Linked DNA regions of Mus musculus: regions 1 and 3 are each linked to region 2. A link is a contact called in public HiChIP or PLAC-seq and promoter capture Hi-C data. All regions are on one chromosome and are shown on one strand. The core of a region is the stretch at or near the end of the contact, and the rest is flanking DNA. Distances in the headings are between cores, read along the strand shown.

Evidence for each region. Promoter capture Hi-C pulls out the DNA fragments that hold promoters and counts their contacts. HiChIP or PLAC-seq counts read pairs in DNA pulled down with a chosen protein or histone mark.
Region 1: a contact with region 2 is called in a promoter capture Hi-C map of embryonic stem cells, with 3 times the contacts expected there. The contact joins the enhancer-like site here to the promoter of A230054N11Rik in region 2. A contact is called at or near these places in 8 of 39 promoter capture datasets (the C10 cell line, the HPC-7 cell line, HPC-7-derived erythroid cells and 5 more), 1 of 15 datasets of contacts at CTCF or cohesin (stem cell-derived epiblast-like cells) and 1 of 9 other capture datasets (macrophages).
Region 3: an H3K4me3 HiChIP or PLAC-seq map of bone marrow-derived macrophages shows a contact between it and region 2, with 3 times the contacts expected there. The contact joins the enhancer-like site here to the promoter of A230054N11Rik in region 2. A contact is called at or near these places in 1 of 484 Hi-C or Micro-C datasets (bone marrow-derived macrophages), 5 of 115 datasets of contacts at active chromatin or transcription factors (bone marrow-derived dendritic cells, bone marrow-derived macrophages, embryonic stem cells and 1 more) and 1 of 9 other capture datasets (macrophages).

What each region holds. Positions count from the first base shown.
Region 1 is chr10:51,552,334-51,555,236 of GRCm38.p6, forward strand. No RefSeq gene overlaps it. Among named protein-coding and RNA genes, the nearest start is that of Gm46224, 26 kb to the left of the region's middle. Within about 2 kb of position 1,553, at least 49 of the 459 cell types and tissues checked have an H3K27ac peak or open chromatin away from gene starts, as enhancers often do. A contact at or near this core is called in embryonic stem cells, where this site is marked.
Region 2 is chr10:50,893,165-50,896,065 of GRCm38.p6, forward strand. It overlaps A230054N11Rik (a long non-coding RNA gene), which reads right to left and starts at 1,370. Exons shown (of 2, transcript XR_871640.2): 1 at 1-1,370. Sim1 (single-minded family bHLH transcription factor 1) reads left to right here and starts at 2,487. Exons shown (of 11, transcript NM_011376.3): 1 at 2,487-2,901. The coding sequence starts at 2,733.
Region 3 is chr10:51,519,080-51,522,288 of GRCm38.p6, forward strand. Gm40645 (a long non-coding RNA gene) reads right to left here. Exons shown (of 3, transcript XR_871642.2): 3 at 943-1,883. Among named protein-coding and RNA genes, the nearest start is that of Gm40645, 5.6 kb to the right of the region's middle. Within about 2 kb of position 1,367, at least 32 of the 459 cell types and tissues checked have an H3K27ac peak or open chromatin away from gene starts, as enhancers often do. A contact at or near this core is called in bone marrow-derived macrophages, where this site is marked.

The DNA.
Region 1 (2,903 bases), core at 303-2,802, 660 kb after region 2:
TGTCTGTGTACAGTGTTACTCTAATTATACTTTCGACTCCAGACTGAGAGTCAGAGTATAGCCCTACCAGATGTCTTAAGACCCTCACCCTGGTGCCAACTTGACTTCTTGGTAATGATGCTCTGACAAAATAGAAAACTCATAGAAGATAGATCCAAGAACAATTGAACAAAATCCCACCCACTTCTATCTGTCTCAGGCTCTGGCTGAATCTTTCATGCACTATGACAGCCAATTCTGAGTACATCCAACTCTCATAAAAGACAAGTGAAAGAAGAACACAAACTGAAAATAATTAAAAGAAAGCCTATTTAGTCCCAAATCAGAGGAAGCTTGCCTGTTAAGATAAAGGATAGAGTAGGAAGTAAAGACCCACTTAAATATATTTTAAGTGTATATTATACTAGCCCTTACCAAACACCCAGAAGTCAACAAAATGATGTAAGTATTTTAAAAAGAAAAATCAAGCTGAGTGCAGGACTTAAACCCCAGCACTCAGAGACAGAGCGTAGGCAGATCTCTGTGAGTTTGAGGGCAGCCTGGTCTACAAAGTGAGTTCCAGGACAGCCAAGGCTAATCAGAAAACCCTGACTCAAAAACAAAACAAAATTCTGACAGCTTTCCTGTGTAAAGCCATTATGACTCTACATAATCAATAGTAGCATATCTAACAAAAAATGCATGTATTACTAGCAAGAAAGTACACTGTTAACGATGCATACTCTATGCTGTTACAGCAGACTAGACGAATGCACATTTGGAAAACAGCTGTGTAAGAAATATATGAAAAGCCACTATGAACCAGAACAACGTGACCGGGAGAAACCACAAGGAGTCTTAGAGTTGGGAAATACGTTTAGTATTCTATTAGATTTGCCCAATCTAAACATATGACTTATAATTAAAATATTTGGACTGTGTGTTATTTATACAGGCTATTAGGGATGGAAATTTTAGCAACAAATTGGTGCACCTTATGTCCAGCTTAGACTCGAACTAACCTGAAAAGAAAATCCACCCCCTAGCCCCCCTTCCCCCAGTATAAACAACTAGGGCTTCACTCTCAAGCTGTGTCCGGGTGGAAATTACACATATAATGAATCTAAGGGGTCTACAGAGAGCTAACTGAGAGGCTCCCACCCCAAGCCCCAAGTAAACCTAGGCAACAAGCGGTAACAACGCAACCCTGAGCTGGGACACAAGGTGGCGCCAATGTCACAACATAGTTTGGGTTCGCGGAGCCTGAGAGAAAAACCAAGGACCCAAAGTAAAGGCTGCCTGAGAAGCAGCGTTCACAACTGAAGATCAGTAACTGATAAAACTGCAACTAACTTTCCAAAGCTTTCTCACGGACACAACGGGCTGATAAAGGCATCTCGGCCCCAAGCCAACCTTCCCGTGCACATTTTCTGATTTCTGATATCCCCCCCCCACCCCACCCCCCTTATAAACAAGGCACAGGACAGCCAAACCAGCTCTCCCAACTACTTACACTGCAGGCTGCCTAAGAACAATACACCTGCCACAGGCTACATCCCAGACTAAAGGCAGAGAGGGCTCAAAGCCGCAAAAGCCAAGAGTCTTTGTGCAGTCAGCCCCTCCTTACTAATAAAAGAATCCGAAAGGACCACAATTTCCTAAATCGAACACCAGAGGGAACCAAAGATACAAGAAACTCCAGACCAAATAATAACACTTAAAACAGTAATTAACGCAATCTCTTTCTCCTTCACTTCCTCCCATGCGAGTAAGGTTCTATAGAGAATTAAGGAGTTTCTTAACTAGTGACTGTAAAAGAAATGATTTGGGTTTTCTTTTTAACAATCTTAGATTCTCAGAGTATATGTGACCAAAGTCTAAGAAATTAAATTTGCCAAGGTTCATTGAAGAAACGTTTGCATTTTCTACAGGCTAACTCTAAAAGCTACACCAGGATCCGCTCTGAAGTAACACTTTACCAGCAAAACGTGTAATTATAAACAGTGTGATATGCCGCCCCCCCATTAAGCAAAGCAAACATTTTGATTGATTACTACTTAACTTTAACTCAACCAACCTGTCCTATAATAGATTCAGTCATCCCAGAGACAACAGCACAATGCCACAGTAATGAAAATGCAGCTCTACCTTTTGTCTATATAACAAGGAGCTACACTAAGGACTGAAGAGTGCTAATGTGCACATACATTAAGAGCCATGGCCCCAGAGAAATAATGTGAAATCATCTAAACCAGGATAAAGACAACCAGGCAATCAGGTAGTGCTGTATAAACAGGGATCTTAAATGCTAAACGACTGCATATATATATATATATATATATATATATATATATATATATATATATATATATATATATATATAAACACTGACATACATACTGAGAACAATTTCCTGAGGGGGCAAACATACACAAAAATAACCATAAGAAGACTCAAAATTAAGAAAAAAATTGGGACATAATACCCAATAAACAAAGAAAAGTGCTAAAATGAACACAAAGGAAAAATCTAGATTGGGTAAATGAAAACTTAGAGAGAGGTTATTTGGAATCAAATAAAAAAGGAAAATAAAATTAAATAAATAAATAATTGGGGGGACAGAAACTAATAGAACAGTCTCACTAGGCAAATAAGTGGCCGAGTAGTTGTCTTAGTTAGGGTTTTATTGCTGTGAAGAGATACCATGACCAAGGCAAGTTTTATAAGGAAAATATTTCATTGGGCTAGCTTACAGATTCAGAGGTTTAGTCCATTATCATCATGGTGGGAAGCATGACAGCATGCAGGCAGACATGGTGCTGGAGAAGGAGCTGAGAGTTCTATATCCTGATCTGTAAGCAGCAGCAGGAGACTGTGTCCACACGGGGTGTTATTCGAGTCACAGCACCATATAAAGTGTTTGT
Region 2 (2,901 bases), core at 120-2,619:
CTGCTACCGCCGCCGCCGCTGTCACTACCACAATTACCACCACCACCCCAATAAGAAACTTGATGTTATCTGGTCTTTTTGGAGTCTTGATGAGAGCCACAGGATACCTCTACCTCCCACGGACAGTGTATCATTAGATGGACTACGATAGAGCCCACCCAGAGTTAGGCCTCTAAGTGGCCACAACCACTGAGGAAACCACTCCTTTCTGGATTATAACCCTGTTAGGTGGTTCCAGTTTTGAAACACCTACACAGTCTTAGTTTAGTTCTTTTCCTTTCCTTTTTCCAGGTGCCGCTCGGATGTGTAATTATTCCCCATACCCCCAGAATGTTTCCCATTGTCCTAGGAGCTCCCAATGTCCTTACTGCCATTGGGAGGCGGGGGATCAAGGAGGAGACAGATGTCTTATTTTTCAATGAACATTCTTAAAGGTGAGCCATGTATCAGGATGGCACACGACTCTTCAAAGAAATTATTTTCTCAGAGGCAAAAGGAGGAGCAGGGCGCTTGGTTTCTGGTGCACTGCTGATTTCTAAGGCCCGGGATGAAGTCTGTAAGCTTTCATTGTCTTAAGGGAAACTTAGCCTTTTTTTCATCGCGATCTGCTGCCCTCTGATGAGATGACTGGAAGAGAAAGCGCTTAGAACAGGAGGGTCTCTAAACTAGAGTTTTCCCCAGAAACAGTACTTTGAGAACAGTTCGTCTGAGAACTGTTGGGGAACGTTACAGGTTCACTCAGTTATTGTGTCCTCTCTAGAAGGAATATTCGTGCTGGTCTTTTTGTTTCTCGAAATAAAGTCCGCAGAGTTGCCCAACAGTTTAGATAATAACTCTGTAAGACGTCTAATATGTCAGTTGTTCCAACACTCTAGGCTTCTTCTATCACATCCTTCTTCTGACTGACTACCCACTAGCTGGTTCCCATAGGAAACTGCCCAGCAGACCTAGTCATCTTGCATCAGTCACAAACCCGAATCATTTCGAAAACGTTGCCCTTTTTGGAATAAAGGCGGGCATTTATTTCATCTAGCGATGAATTTTGTCACAGTGGTGTCAGGATAAAAAATAAGTCCAGCGTCGTTCTCCCTCACCCAGTCCTGCAGGCGTGAGGCGCGCAGCCGTGGGGAAATCCTGGCCACTGTCTGGGATGCTATTCGCACGCGTTCCTGGAGCCTCGGCTAGCCAGCCCCCGCAAGGCCGCACGCTGTGCGCAGACACCCGAGTCTAGGGAGCGCGAGTGTCACTCGGCACGCCGAAGACCTCGGGGTTTGGAGCGGCGGCGGCAGCGGGGCAGCGGCGACCCCGCGCCCGGGGCTCATTAGGAGCGGAGCTGCCAGGCTCACTGTAGGACCCGAGCCGCGAGCCCAGTCGCGTGGGGGGGGGGGGGGAGGAGGAGCAGGGAGCATGCTCGTCACTCACCCCGATTGGCCAATGAGCGCCGCGTCTTGGTTGCCTATGACCAATAGGAAGAGAGAAAATTTGTGAGTGGCGTTTGAGAAGGGCGGGAGAAAGGGAACCTGGGAGCGAAGTTGAAGCTAAACCCGGTAAGCTATAAAGAAGTTACAGGGGGGCGCTTTGGGCTCCCAATTAGGAACAGTACCGGCTCCCAACACTACGGAGGACTCGGACTCGGAAAACACCTCTCCTGTCCCCAGCCTGTGTTCTCCTCCCGCTGCTACCTACCCCTCCCCCATTCATGCCCATGGGAAGGTGGCCCAGGCACACTCTGCGGGCTGCGGGTGACAGCCGGGAGGCTGCCGCTGAGGCTCCGCAAGCGCGCAGGCTTGAAAGCAGTTAGGGGGCGGGAGCCTTAGCAGCCTCCGCGGCTCTCGAGGACGTAAGGTAGGTGAGGAGCCAAGAGCTCCAGGTGATGCCTACGAGGGGCTGTCGCGCGTGCCACCTGTTAACTCTGCGCTGCGGTGCCCTGTGTGCAACTGCGGGAGTCCCCGGGGGTTTGATGCATAAGCAGCACTTCTCCAGGAACCCCTCAGACGTGAACCCCGCCGGGGAGAGGCAGCCGGAGTCCGGGGCAGTGGAGGAATTCTGCACGGCTGGATAGCCTGGCTTGGCGCGCACGGCCGGCCGAGCTCTCCGCAGACGCGCATTTAGCCGTCGGTGCTACATCCCGGCCGCGGCGAGCGGAAGCCCAGCCTGTCCCGGGACCGACCTGCCCAAGTTTTAAATACCCAGGGCTGTGACGAGCAGAGTATGAGCGCAGAGGCCCTTTGGGGCCCGGTTGGCTGAATTATAGTGGGTTTGAGTTTAGCCACAGATGTCTTATTCCTTGGTGTTCTTGTCTTCGTAGTGATCTGAAAGAAGTTACCCGCGATTCCTGTTTCCTACAAACCAGCTCAGAACCAGAGGAGTTGGAAAACAAACGTCGGGTATTATTATGTCGATTTCCCAAGGACCCGGGTTCTTACCGCGGATCAGATGAAAAGGTTGGCTCCTCGGGAGTCCTTCCAGCATTTTATACTTAGAGTCCCAAAGGATTGCCCGGATTTGCCGTGAACCAGCAGCTTTCTTTTATACTTACACCTCACGTTTTCAAGAAAGTATTTTGTTTGCCGCATTGCCCTGTCCATCATTCGTGTCTTCCCGGAGCAAACTTCAGCCTCCTGTTTAAAGTTATGTTTTTACCGAGTGTGATCTCTAATTGAAAGTTAACTTTTGGTTTTGGATGAGTCTGTGGAGTTTACGTTGTAAGAAGAAAGGGAGCCCGAGACACGATGAAAGAAAAGTCTAAAAATGCTGCCCGAACGAGGAGGGAGAAAGAAAACAGTGAATTTTATGAACTGGCTAAATTACTGCCTTTACCCTCAGCCATCACCTCCCAACTGGACAAAGCATCCATCATCAGACTCACGACCAGCTATCTCAAAATGAGAGTGGTCTTTC
Region 3 (3,209 bases), core at 117-2,616, 630 kb after region 2:
CAGTGCACAAACATATTCACTGCTGTTCTGTTCATCATAACTACAATTTGTAAACAAATACATACATTCCTCAACAAAAAGAGTTGATAAACAAAATATTTACACAATGAAATATTACTAGACCATTATATAGTGAGGCATCACAAAATACATAGGTAAATGGAATCTGGCATCTTTGATACAAAAAGTTACTTTGCATGCCACCAAAAGAGAAACATAAGCACCAGCCCAGCCACAAAGTCTTCAATCTACATTGGAGTCATGCCTACAATATCTGCAAGGTCAGTGGCGGCAAAAGGTTGTGAGAGTAACCAACTGAAATCACAGCTGAATTAAAGCCCACTACATAAGACAGAACCTGTCCTCAACAGCACTTGGGTGGCCGAGAACCAGACACAAGGTATACTAGGATTATAGTGTAAAAAAACATTGTACTTTGAAAACTGAAAAGTAGCAATAAAAATGACTCCTAATGACATTCTTTATATGCACATGAGTAAGTACCTGAGCATTCATTCCTAAACAGATCCCTTCCTCAAACCCACCCCCTTACAGCTCAGTGAACCCAGAGGTAAAGGAGCCAAAAAGGGTCTACGAGCCTGAGGGAATGGAGATCAACACCTGAACAAGATGCTCTAAACCACTGGTTCTCAGCTTTTCTAATGCTGGGACCCTTTATCACATTTCATCATCTTTTGGTGACCCCCCAACCATAAAATTATTTTTGTTGCTATTTCATAACTGTAGTTTTGATTCTGTCACAGATTATAAGGTAATTCTCCGTTATGCAGGATATCTGATATGTGACCCATGTGAAAATGTCATGTGTCCCCCAAAGAGGTAGTGACCCAGAGGGTGAGAACCATTGCTATGAAAACACAATTAAAGCTCACAGGAACTCACAGAGACAGGAGAGCAGCATGCACAGAGCCTGCAGGTGTTTTGGTGTTGTGTGTGTGTGTGTGTGTGTGTGTGTGTGTGTGTGTGTGTGTGTGTGTGTGTGTATTCACCACAGACAAGCACATTACACAAACTGAAACCTGTAAAAGTAAAGAACAGTGATCATGTGATGCCCAGATCCAGGGCATCCATCTGGATCTAACACTCTTTTGCAACTAATGCTCAGAGATCATCATGCAATAAGGGGAAGAAGGATTCTAAGAACCAGAGGAACAGGAAGTGTGGTATGAGATTGCATCTCCTAGAAATGTGGTCAGCTCTATAATATAGACATATAAATAACATTATACAAATTAAGCAGACTGCATTTATATATTTAGAAATATGTACCTAGATATGTAAACTTTTAAAAATAAAAGTGAATTTGAGAGAGAACAAAACAGCTACATGGATGGAGTACTACTCAGCTATTAAAAAGAATGAATTTATGAAATTCCTAGGCAAATGGATGGACCTGGAGGGTATCATCCTGAGTGAGGTAACACAATCACAAAGGAACTCACACAATATGTACTCACTGATAAGTGGATATTAGCCCAAAACCTAGGATACCCAAGATATAAGATACAATTTGTTAAACGCATGAACTCAAGAAGAACGAAGACCAAAGTGTGGACACTTTGCCCCTTCTTAGAATTGGGAACAAAACACACTCAGCCTTTCACGATCCTCCCGGGAAACCTATGCATCGAGGGATGCACGAACACATCCTACAGGCGAGTGCTGGACTAGGCAACCCCCAGTCATACATGACAGAGAAAGCCATGAGAAAGGCCCAACCACAGCATGAGCCTGGCCTACCTTGCATGCTCTGGTTGTGGAACAATCTTCCTGGAGGGAGAGGCAGTACTTTGCTGAGGGAGAGCCAGCATGATTCGAGGAAGAAGGATGGAGGCAGCATCAAGCTTCATACTTCAAGAGACCTAAAAAGCCTATAGGTGACCACCACATCCAAATTCACTACCAGCCACACAAAAACAATACCCTCTCATCTCCCATGCTGCTGTCTCTCTCTTTACTACATGCACACTGCAGTCAGTGCAGCAGCAGCAGCAGCTGCCACCCCACCAGCTAGTGCCCCTCCTTACCAAGGACATGCCAACATGGTTTCACCAGACAACCTGGTGGGGCTGATCTGAGGCCCTCTCTAAGCCATCCATTCAGTAGTAGGGATGGGCAGTGTGTACAAATGGCAGGGACTTAGTCAACACAAGCTATTAACTGGCATTTACTGGGAATTCCTCCTTTATGGGGAAGATTGCAATCCCGAATTCCCATCACAAACAGGGTTCAACCGGGTTACCCATGCCTGTCAGCATAGGGTAAGCACATACTGAGCCAGTCAGTGTTATGGGTGTGCAGCCCAAGATATCTAACAGCATCACTGACCTGTAATTGCTCAACCTCAGGCAGCTGAATGCCACTTGTACCTCAAAATGTTGGGGGATGCTGACTGCTTGGGGGGTATCATAACTTGTTAGCATTACAGAATCTAAATCCTCATTGGAATTAACCAGAGGAATCACTCTACCAACTAAGAATGACCATGATCCACCATCTATGGTATTGAGAAAGAGCTATTATCTGTCAATCCTGTCTGTGTCCAGGCTGGGTGAGGTTTCCTGTGTTGAGTCAAAATAAGCCACAGGCTCCACTTCTGCTGGTGCACTTCCATCAATTCCTTTAAGTTTCAGCTTTACACCCACACTTCTCTTAGACACCAAAGACTTTGCTTTACAGTAAGTTGTGCTGCAGGTCATAGGAATAATGCCATTGCATAGCTAGTTGGCATCATTTGTGGTTGGTACTATGACCACAAGGATGAGAGTCTTCAAACCTCCGACTCACATCCGTGATTAATGAAAACATTCTTGGCAAATGCTTTCACTCTTGTCCATCTTGCCAGGTCTATGGATTTCATCCTCTAGCAACACAACACAAATGCCCCTGGCTGTGTCTCTTAATCAGGCCAACAACTAGAACCTCGGTCTTATTCCATTATTCCTAGTGACTGTATCCAGGAGGCTCAGGCCTACTATGAAGACCCTAATTTTTTCAAAGTAAACCATTAGGGCCCCAAGGGACACTCATCTAAGAACATTGAGGGGGCACTAGAGTCAGGAGGTGGGTGGGTAGGGGAAATGACACAGCAGAACAAATGTCAGTAACAGCAGGGGCTACTGGAATGGCCCTTGTAAGGTGCCAAGGGACCATTTTACTAACTACCTGGCATGGCATGTGAGGTAAAC